Linked DNA regions of Hordeum vulgare: region 1 is linked to region 2. A link is a contact called in public Hi-C data. All regions are on one chromosome and are shown on one strand. The core of a region is the stretch at or near the end of the contact, and the rest is flanking DNA. Distances in the headings are between cores, read along the strand shown. Region 1 holds the start of LOC123442793 (protein NSP-INTERACTING KINASE 3). Region 2 holds the start of LOC123439418 (poly [ADP-ribose] polymerase tankyrase-1-like).

The links. Hi-C and Micro-C count contacts between places; a contact is called where the count stands out from the background.
Region 1: a contact with region 2 is called in a Hi-C map of leaf, with 4 times the contacts expected there. The contact joins the promoter of LOC123442793 here to the promoter of LOC123439418 in region 2. A contact is called at or near these places in 2 of 6 Hi-C or Micro-C datasets (leaf and seedling) and 1 of 1 datasets of contacts at active chromatin or transcription factors (embryo).

The regions. Positions count from the first base shown.
Region 1 is chr3H:32,222,233-32,227,258 of MorexV3_pseudomolecules_assembly, reverse strand. LOC123442793 (protein NSP-INTERACTING KINASE 3) reads right to left here and starts at 2,104. Exons shown (of 11, transcript XM_045118934.1): 1 at 1,664-2,104; 2 at 1,254-1,386; 3 at 1,058-1,129; 4 at 807-950; 5 at 648-719; 6 at 498-557; 7 at 269-366; 8 at 31-180. The coding sequence starts at 1,775.
Region 2 is chr3H:32,137,097-32,142,727 of MorexV3_pseudomolecules_assembly, reverse strand. It overlaps LOC123439418 (poly [ADP-ribose] polymerase tankyrase-1-like), which reads right to left and starts at 3,353. Exons shown (of 11, transcript XM_045116135.1): 1 at 3,144-3,353; 2 at 2,965-3,057; 3 at 2,552-2,857; 4 at 2,240-2,379; 5 at 2,083-2,169; 6 at 1,633-1,764; 7 at 1,338-1,490; 8 at 1,121-1,222; 9 at 730-909; 10 at 547-626; 11 at 175-433. The coding sequence starts at 3,207. The coding sequence ends at 370.

The DNA of each region.
Region 1 (5,026 bases), core at 855-3,354, 86 kb before region 2:
GGTCACGCACAACATCGAAAAGAGCATTACCATTTACATCAAAAAATATTTGTTGATTATGCTTATGCCTCCACCAAAGAAGCATACCGACCACGATAGCGACAAACGCTACAGAACCCACGGTTGCTCCACAGATGATGGCAATACGGTGACTTCTTGGCATGGCTTGTTGTGGCTGAACTGAGGAAAGGGAAACAAATATGAGCAGCGCAGAGGAGATAAAACAATACTATTGATGTATACTTCTCAAGAATAAAAAAAATCTCACTCTTAAGGTCATCTGGTGGATAAGAAAGCGGGTCCAGCGACACGGATGAGCAATTGTCTCCAGACTTGACACCACAGATCATTGAATTTCCAGCAATGCTGTACAAACAACCAGCAATAAAGGAAAGAAGAAATGAGAGCATGAGCAATAATAGCCTAGAGCATGCACGGAGGGTGTTCAGGTAGGAATTGAATCAGCCAGGTGATCGGGCATGAGCTGAACGACTCGCCTGAAAGTTCTTGCAGAAATCTTTGGCACGGGACCGCTCAGGTTGTTAAACGAAAGGTCCCTGTGAAGCAGGCCAATTATTAGAGCTGCTTGTTGCAGTACACCGAGGAAAGAGGAGAAGAAGAAGAAGTAAAGGATTCACAGGACATACACAAGTGCAAGGCCATTAATGGTGGCTAGTGATTCGGGTAAAACTCCAGATAAACTGTTGTTGTTCAATTTCCTGGCAGCAACAAGAGGACAAGGTGTGAGTTGCTGTATAATAAAGCAAGAAGGTAGAGAAATCTATAGCCGGGGAAAGAAATGTTACAGATAGTTGAGGTTCTTGAGATCGCCGAGCGAAGTCGGGATGCTCCCGGTAAGATGGTTGTCTGACATGTCAAGCGTCTGAAGCATCCCCAGCCTGCCTATGGTGCTAGGAATAGTGCCAGAAATCGCGTTGTTCTGCAGTAGCCTGTCCAAGAACAGGAGAGATGTTGAAGTTGAACACTTTGCAATCTCTCATCTGTCCAATACATTTTTCAAAGAAACTGTACTGATAAATCTGAGCGACGAGCTTACACAGATTGCAGCCTCGTGAGGTTCCCGATGCCGGGCGACAGTTTACCGGAGAGCCTTTGGCTGGGCAGACCGCTGTGAGCACAGACCATCACATGAGAAGATTAGTCCGGAAATAAGACGAGGACACCGACGACGGACGCTCCTCGACGGAGAGAGAGACCGGCGTGAGCAAGGATGGGCGGGGAGAAGGACGTACAGCGCGGAGACGTAGCCGTCGGAGGAGCAGGTGACCATCCTCCAGCTGCAGGGGTCGACGGAGTTGATGTCCCAGTTGTCGAGCACGTTGTAGTGGTCCTGCAGGTCCGTCTTGATGGCCATCAGCGCCACCACTGCGAACAAGACGCAGAGGCTCAATCAGCTTCACCAAATCTTAGCAAGAAACAACATCCAATGGAAAAAAGAAAACTTTGCCGCAGTTATGGCGAGGAAGCGACGGAAGCACCGGCATTGGAATGCTTCTCCAAATTGGTGGTTGCCAAGAAGGGAAACCAGAAAATCGTTTGCCAATTGGAGTGAATCTTGTTGCGCCACAAGACACTTATTTATTGGGGGGAAGGGAGCAAGATCGACGGAAGTTTGGGGAGAGGGGAGGGGAGGGAGGGTTACCTTCGTAGTTGATGCCGGTGGGGGAGAGCGTGGCGGCGGCCGGCGGCAGGAGCAGGCAGAGCACGCCGGCGGCGGCCAGCGCCCACCACCGCCACAGCGGCCACGCCTCCATCGCCCCCACGCAGGCCGCAGATTCGGTCCGGCCAAGATTACGGCGACGACGGAGAGGTCTGAGCCAAAGCCGCACCGAAATCCCCACACCAGCACCGCCCTCGGCGCCGCGGCGGCGGGAGGGAGTCCCCCGGGAGGAGATGGAAGGCGATCAGTCAAAATCAATCCCGCCCGCCTATCTAATCCGCTGGCTGCTGCTACCACCGCGCAGCAAGGGGGGAGCAGGGGTAGGGAGGTTGGTGCTGGCGCTGGCGCTGGGGCTGGGGCTGGGCTGGTGGAGTGGACAGTGGAGTGGGGCAGGCAGGCTGAGGCTGAGGCTGAGGCTGGTAGAGGCAGCCTGCCTCACCGCACCCTATCGACCGATCCATGCCGCTGCCGCTGCCGCTGCCGCTGCCTGCCGCTCTGCAAACCGCCAAAACGACACGGACGGACGCGCATGCCACCGGCGTGCGACCCACTCCCGGCCCCAGGCTTTCTGGCCCTCCTCCCGCCCCTTTCCACTTCTACAAACCACATGCATTTTTTTGTGTTGGTCCTTGTTTATACTACCAAGAAATAGACCAACAATTATACGTACCCAACAATGATCCTGTCGACAAAAAACAAAGTACTGATGAAAAAATATACTAGGAAAGTGGGGTGGCTTTGCCTTTGCGTCCGAGAGACGGCAAAACAGACCGTCCAATAATGGCAGATCGAGACGATGACCCACCCCGGCGGTGACGATCCCCTCCTCTCCGCCTCTCCCCCCTGTCTCTCTACTTACGAAGTTTTCTTTAAAATTAACACTGAAGCTAGCTAGTAGCACTCACCCACAACACATATATACAAACAAACTGTGCTGTGCTGTGCTGACTCTCGTACAAAGCTCAGGAGAAAAATAATGGCGGTAGTACCTTGGAATCGTTGTGCTTGTCGCATTGGTGAACTCTAGTAGTACTAAGTACTCCAATGATGGAATAACTAAACAGGTGAGGAGCGGTAATGGCAGGGCGCATGTTTGTCATGAATAACCGGTCTACGAAGCAGGCACGGGCCTCCGCGCCGCGGTTAAACTCTGTGGTACGTACTGAACCGGATTATAGAACGGAATGATGGGGGATAAAGAAAGGGAGCCCGAGGAGAACAAGGAGCCAACGACGCGCGCTGCGCTGCCGACTCGCTCACATGCGAGCGAGCCTTTTATTTGTTTTCTTGTCCCGTCGCTGCTTGTCCCGCTCCCTCCAGACTATAGTAGTACTAGTACTGTACGTACTATGACTGCTGTAGTAGCTAGCAAGCCTGAATTATCAGTGTCAAGAATCTTTATCCCTCGCGCTCATCCACCCAGGTCGTGTTTTTGCAGTTACCTACACGTCTGATTCAACTGCAATTAAACATAAATGTTAGCAATGTGTAACGCATGATAAATTAAAAAAAATGTTCGCGGATAGCTCTCACCTGACGATACAGGTATGATAGTGCTACTGAACCCCAGCTAAACGGAATTTCCCAGTTCTAAATACATCCAGAGTGCCGAGTTACCGGTTGTGTCTGTGAAGACTACATTGATTAGTGTATACCAAAGATAGGCCCGAGCATATTGCTGCACGACAATATCATCGGCATCCGCAGGGTACGGTGCTCCTCTCACTTCTTTTAACCAGGAATGCTTCACTTTTGAGGCATCAGCCTTGCCTCGCAGAGGGGGAGGGGGTTCAACACCAATTATCAGTACAACAAACACACATAAAAAACATAAATAATTGACAAGTCTTCGATTAATTCATCATACCTTACGATTCTTAATTGCACGATCACGGTGCAATCAGTCAAACTCTTCTATTAATCCATCATATCAAGGGCCATTATCATCTGCCATCCTACAAAAAATAACATACATCGAATTTAGTAGGTTTCTTTTGTAAAAAATAAACAAAGGCAAATACATACACCTATGATATACATACACCCTTCTATAAGAACTATCATATACATACACCTATCATATATTATATACATACACCTATCATATATTTCAAACTCTTCTATAAGAACTACATCATCTAACAACTACTCACTCCGTCCCAAAATAAGTGTCTTAACTTTGTACTAGCTCTAGTACAAATTTATACTAAGCTTGAGACAGTTATTTTGGGACGGAGGGAGTACAAAATAATCCCTAATCTAATACATCATCTAACATGTAACCTAACCTAATACATCATCTAATACATCATATAAGCTAACCTAATCTAATAAATGCCTACAAAACTATATCACCTAACCTAATACATCATCTAACATATAAGGACTACATCATCTAACAACTACAAAACAATCCCTAATACTAAGACAAAATCAACTAATCAAACATAACCTAATATTCAAAAATACTATCAAAATAAGATGTTGAAACAAAAAAAATTGGAGGGATTGGGGGAGGTTACCTCAACGAAGCTTTGGGGGATGCAATGTAGTGATTTTGGTGGAGGATGGAGTAGATCAAGGGGGGGAGGGTGTGAGGGGAAGAGGGGGCAAGAGAGAGATAAGTTCTGGCGGCTGGGGGTGAAGGAAGAAGATGGGTGGGTGGGTGGGTCAGGCCAGGGAGTTACTTAACTTACCCGAGCCAGATGCCAGGGTTCCTGGCGTTTGGGTCTGGCCAGACGCCGTGGCCCCTGGCGTCTGGCCCCTTTGCCACGTCATCTGGTCAATGGGGCGCAGATCGAGCGGGCCACCACCAGACGCCAGGGTCCTTGGCGTCTCCACTGCAACCCAGACGCTAGGGATGTTGGCGTCACGTAAAGAGGTCAGATTTGCAAAAAAAATCAAACGAAGGTCAAACCTGTATTTTCTTTCGACTTTAGGTTAAAACACAAAATTATAGCGCGCCAAATTTGGGAGGGTGTTGTGCCAAGTTCAGCTTGTAGAAGTTGTCCCGTAGGGAAATATTTGGCCTTGAGGATTCGAGCACCAAGAGATTTTGGATCCGTTAGGATCCTCCACGCTTGTCTAGCTAGTAGAGCAAGGTTAAAAAGTTCGATATCTCTGAACCCCAAGCCGCCGCAGTACTACGGGTGAGTTATAGTGCTCCAAGACTCCCGGTTAGGCTTCTGTTTGCCCTCCTGGCTGCCCCACCAAAACTTTTTAATCAGGGTGTTTATATGTTCACATAGACCGCGAGGGAGTCTGATGCAGGGCATGGAGTAAACTGGAATTGCCTGTGCCACCGATTTGATAAGAATTTTTTTCCCCCTGCAGACAAGAGCTTTT
Region 2 (5,631 bases), core at 2,104-4,603:
TTTGGATGCGCGATTTAAGAGATAAAGCATTTTAAAAATACGAATCTACGAAAAAATAAAAAACTCTTAGATTACGACAAGTGACACGCATACAGTACACCACACTGTATGCACCACTTGTTGCAACCAAAAAGGTGAAATTGATCTTTGGAAGGAATACTTCCTAATTAGTGATTTCGGAGGAAAACGGTACTTTTCTCTTTATACAAAGGCACTGGCTGCATACATTTTCAGTTGGCCCATCAGCATGGCCCTCGACTTCTATTCGGCCGAAGAAACAAAGTCTACTCTCTGCACAAAAGAGCTCATACTCTTCGACTATCAGATCACAGCCCAGGCGGAACCCGACTTTTGCCTTCGACTATCAGATCACAGCCCAGGAGGACCCGACACGCGCGAACCCGAGACATCCTTTGCGCGCTCCCAGAGATCCCTGCAGAAGTTTGAACACATCACATTAGGCAGGGCCGCCCTCGCCATTCTTCTAACATAAACATCAGTTTGTATGGTGGTGATCACACGAGGATGCGAGTGCAGTGGACTTACCGAAGTGCGCCAGCGATCTTAGGGTTCTGCGGATCAAGCTCCGACGCCTTCATAAACGACGCGAAAGCGCTGGTGTAATCCTAATACAATTGAGCGATGGGTGGGTTCATAGCTTAATCTCAATTTCCGAAGCACGGTAGGGACTAGAGTCTAGAGAAGCACAAATAGCAGTGCGATGATCACCTCGAGGAAGCGAAAGGCCTCTCCTTCACGGTAGTAGCCTTTCCCCCAGTCAGGCCAAAACCTGATGCATGCCTGGGCATCCGAAAGCGCCTCGTCGCCGACACCAAGGCGCAGCCAACAGAGGCTCCTATTTGAATATATGCTGGCATCTATGTCGTTCGCGTCATCGAACTTGAGTGCCTGAATGTGAAAAACATTGTTTTCCAAGGTCAAGATTTCGGAATGTAGATCTCAACCATGCGATTTTATTTCAAAAGTGTGCAGGGATATATCCATTGACAATTTCTTAGTGACTTTGCTGCCATTAGGAGAAGTAAAAAAGAAAGAGTGAAAGAGATGACATTTGCAAGTGAACATACGCATACAAATGCGCTCCAAAATAAGAAGTTACCAAGTTGTACATAAGTATAGCCGTGTCATAGTCCTTGACTGTGTAGGCCTTGTTCCCTTCTAGTTTTAGTTCAGCTTTCCTCTTACAAGAGTCCTTTCTCACCTAAACAAAAAAATAGTTTGAAGGCAGTCAATTACCAGATAAGAGCAAATCCAATTACTCAATTAGCTACATATCAGGTGCATGGAAACTGACTAAAGGAAAACAAGACTCATACCCGCTCCTTGTAAGCAGCAGATTTCACATAACTCATGATGCCAGCAACACTCCAATCAAGCATGTTTGGAGGGCATCGAGTCACAGGAAAAAGAAGTCGAACGAGTTTTTTCTCAGCTTGGACCGCGGCAATTTCTATCGGCAACCTACCAAGCTGTTACAGAGTACAGGAACCATGAGTTTCTGGGGAACATTCTTGTTCAGGCACAAGGATAAAACTGTATTCCAAACTATATGTACTTGAAGTCTTGAACAATATGAAATATGGCAGGAAAGGAGGTTTAGAGTATGCTCACTTCGTCGGGAAGGTTTGGATCTGCTCCAGCCTTCAACAAGCACTTGACGAATCCGACATTGCCACGGCGGCTGCACGCTAACAATAGAGGGGTCGCTCCAGTGAATCCCCCGGCATGAACATTAGCCCCAGCCTAGTTAACATTTCCAGAAAAAGTTTCAGTTAAGAAGGGGGGAATTCGATATGTGCAATTCATTTGGGAATTCGATATAATCAATCCAAGCTTTGCAAAGTGCTACCTAAAAAGAATAACCGTTCCGTGGCAGCATCGCAAACAACTAATCCCTCCGTCCCAAAATAAGTGTGGCAGATTTAGTACTACGTTAGTACAAATTTTATACTACTAGATCAACGAACATTTATTTTGAGACAGAGGGAATAGTAGGGTATGATTTGTGCAATCAACACGAACTTAAGAGATCAATTAGCAGAAGATAAAGTAATGTAGCACCTCAATGAGCAGCTTCATACATTCCACGGAGCCACCAAGAAGCGACGAGACCAAGGGCGTGAAGACACGGCTGGCGACTTTGTTCGGCTGCAAAATTGCAAGCTGGTCAGCTGCCTTGAACACATAATGCACGCACCATAGGAGCGGCCGCACATACATCGGCGCCGTGGCGCAGCAGGACGCGGACGACTTCCGGGCACCCCCGCATGGCGGCGACGTGGAGCGCCGTGCCCCGGGGGTTGGCCGCGCTCACGTCGGCGCCTTTGTACAGGAGCAGCATCGCCAGGTCGCGATCCCCTGCAGCACGGACGACGCGCCAACATGTCAGTCGCGCACGCGCTCTGGTCTGGTACCCGCTCGGCATGGCATGGCCATAGGCCATGGCATCGGCCACGGCGTCTCAACGGGAGCGACAGGAACACGGAGCAGAGCGAGGTGGCGTCGGCCGGCGAGACGCGTGCGTGCGTACCGTTGTAGGCGGCCCAGTGGAGCGGGGTCTCGCCGTCGACGTCCGGGGCGCGCGGGCTGGCGCCGCGCTCCAGGAGCCATGCCGCGGTGGCGGTGTGGCCGAAGGTGGCCGCCAGGAGCAGCGGCGTCTCGCGCTCGTCGGAGAGGGAGTCGACGGGGATGCCGAGGTCCTGGACAAGGTAGCGGCAGACGTCCGTCCTGCCGTTGGCGGCGGCCAGGTGCAGCGCCCTGCCGCACGTCGACCAGACGCCGGTGGCGTCCGCGCCCGTGGTGCTAGGCGCCGGCGGCAGCAACTCCAGCGCCATCCCTTGACGTCGCTCGCAATGTCGATCAGATGGATTGTTAGTCCATTATTGTGACAATAGAAAACAAGCTTCACCGTCCATTATTGAAGGCATGCATTTCGGGGCGTACTGGCAAGGAGGTCGAGGTTGCCGTCGATGGCGGCATCGAGGAGCTGGCGCCGCCGCACCTCGTCATTCCGCGCGTCAACGGCCACATCGACGGCTGTATCTCTCGCACGCCAAGCATAGCAAATGAGAAGCAAAGAAACGGATGGTGAATGAATCCAACGCGCGCGGCGACGGACAAACCTGACGGCAACGGCGGAGGCTGCGCCGACGAGGAGGGTGAGCACGCCGCCGTGGGCATGTCCATGGTCGGATCTCGAATGTGACGGCTTTGGTTGGGCTGTGTAACGTGTTCGTTCTGACTAGTCCATGCTTGGACGGACGGAGGGAGAGAGGAGATAGGCGGTGTCCGTCTCGGAAGTTGCGCCGGGCGGTGGTGTGACGCCACGCAAGAGCAGGGGAGGAAGTGGGAGGCAAGGACCCTCACTTCCAGGTCCAAACTGAAAAGCGAACTCATTTCATCGTTGGTGTCTCTCTCGTACTATACGTGGCAAACGTGCGGTGTCCGGCGTGTGGATAAACAGCAATCCCGTGTCCTGCACTGGGAGCAAACGCATCTAATGTAACCGGAGTTGTCAGACCCTATACATACCCAGTCCATGAACTTGTCCCGTAGAGTGACCGGCCTTTGGTCCTTGAATGAGGGGGGTATCTGAATTGGCGCACACCCTGACGACCAGTCCTACACGGCGGGCATGTCCGGACGTCCCTATATCCGTCCTAGATATGATGGGTATGGGTATTACCGGTTAGTTCGGGTGTGAGGTTCGAATTTACTAGGTCCCGTTGGTTGGCAATTTTGCGTCCTAACAGTGACCGGCAGTTCACCCAGACGTTTGAGAAGAATATGAGACATCTGATTGTATATGATCTAAGAACATCTATAAATGCAACTAGCTAATCTGGCCCCTCAAAAGTCTGAGAACACATTGAAACATGACGAGTCATCTTTCATTTTACTGCCTCCGTAGTTATTTTTCTCCTATCCGAACTTTCCATATTCATGTAACACACGTAACATAGAACTAGCAACCGCGTAGATAAACACCCTTAGCAACAAAGAAAAATAAATCAGACATAATTCACATACTAATAGTCATTGGACAACTAAAAAATCACAGTTCATCGCTATACAATACTTAATTGATACTGAAAAGTAAAAATATCTGAATGAAATGGAGAGACAAAGGGCAGAGGAAATAACTATTTCCTCACCGCCTATAATTTTCTTATAAACCTGGTCATTCTATATTTTTTTCCTTTATCTTAATGAAATCGACAGCCTTGCATGTTGTAAAACAGATGTCCAAAAAATAAAAGGTTTGCCACTAGAATATGTTAGGCAACAGGGCACGTGAGATAAAATTTCATACTTTCTTGAGGAATAGAGTTGTAACATCAAAAGCATCACCCTTCTTAAGAGAAAAAACATCAAAATCGATTCATGAGCAAACATGAATCTCATTAGGTAGCCTTCCATGCATAAAAAACATACTGAATACAAGCTTGGCTTATGGATTCACACTCATTCACTAGAGCATCGTCATACCACTGCCCCTTCACTGCTAAAAATGTTACTAACTGCTTCAAGATTCTTCGAACCAGTAACAATTACAATACAAATTCACCCTATCCAGATAAATGTTCTTCATCACGGGTATAACTATTTTTGTCTCCTCGTTTTACGAGGGAAGAAGTGGCCAACTGGCATACATTGTCAAACCAATATGTATATACTCCCTCTGTAAAGAAATATAAGAGTGTTTAGTTCATTATTTTAATGATCTAAACGCTCTTATACTTCTTTACGGAGGGAGTATATCAGATACTACAGTACTGTATTGGGTACACATTGACATGACACCAGTAGCATTACTGTATATGTCAATCAAGCATCGGCGGGGAAAAACCAGGTGGGTTCCCATGGACTGGCCGTCGCTTCGCTCGTCTCCAATGTGTGTATCACCCTGTGTCTAACGTTGTACACGACACAGTGGAGAACGTCTTCCTCGGGCTCCCTTTTCCGTCCGGGCAGAAACCTGGGACGCTCAGCCATCACAAAGTAGACGCAATCTTCTCTAGCTCCACACTGGGCTGCTGGGAGCGACCGAGAGCAGCCTCGGCTGATGAAGAGCGCATGCCCCATCAGCGTATCCACCTCGCGCCAATGCCCATGGCCGTCGTTCAGGTCCGCCCCTTCCCATACCTCCAGCTGGGTCCGTATGGGCCTCGAACTGCGCTCTCGGGTGGCACTCTCCGTATGGACCATCAAGTGCTCAACAAGGGTGTGCCTTTCCACCATTAGCAGCCGATCGCCGCACGCGACGAGGTAGGAGACCGAGCGCCAGCAGGTAGGGCTCACGCCGTTTAGTCTTGGCGTGGAGGTAGGAGACAGAGCAGGCAGGCCAGGGCCGTTTCTTGGCATGCCGCGTATGCATCGGACTGACCTGAAGCGGTTATGCTCGTCGTCGATCTCCAGGCGATGGAGCTCGGGCAGATAAGAGCCTCTCTTGTTGTGTGTTCTGGTGAGGAGGACGTAGAGCTCGCCTTGAAAGAGTGCGATGTCAATGTCGACATGGGCGGCTGCTACTGGAAATGTTGTAGGGAGCATCCAGCATAATCTGGCACCACCTGGCGACGACGCCATGCGAGGAAAGATTGTGACCATGCC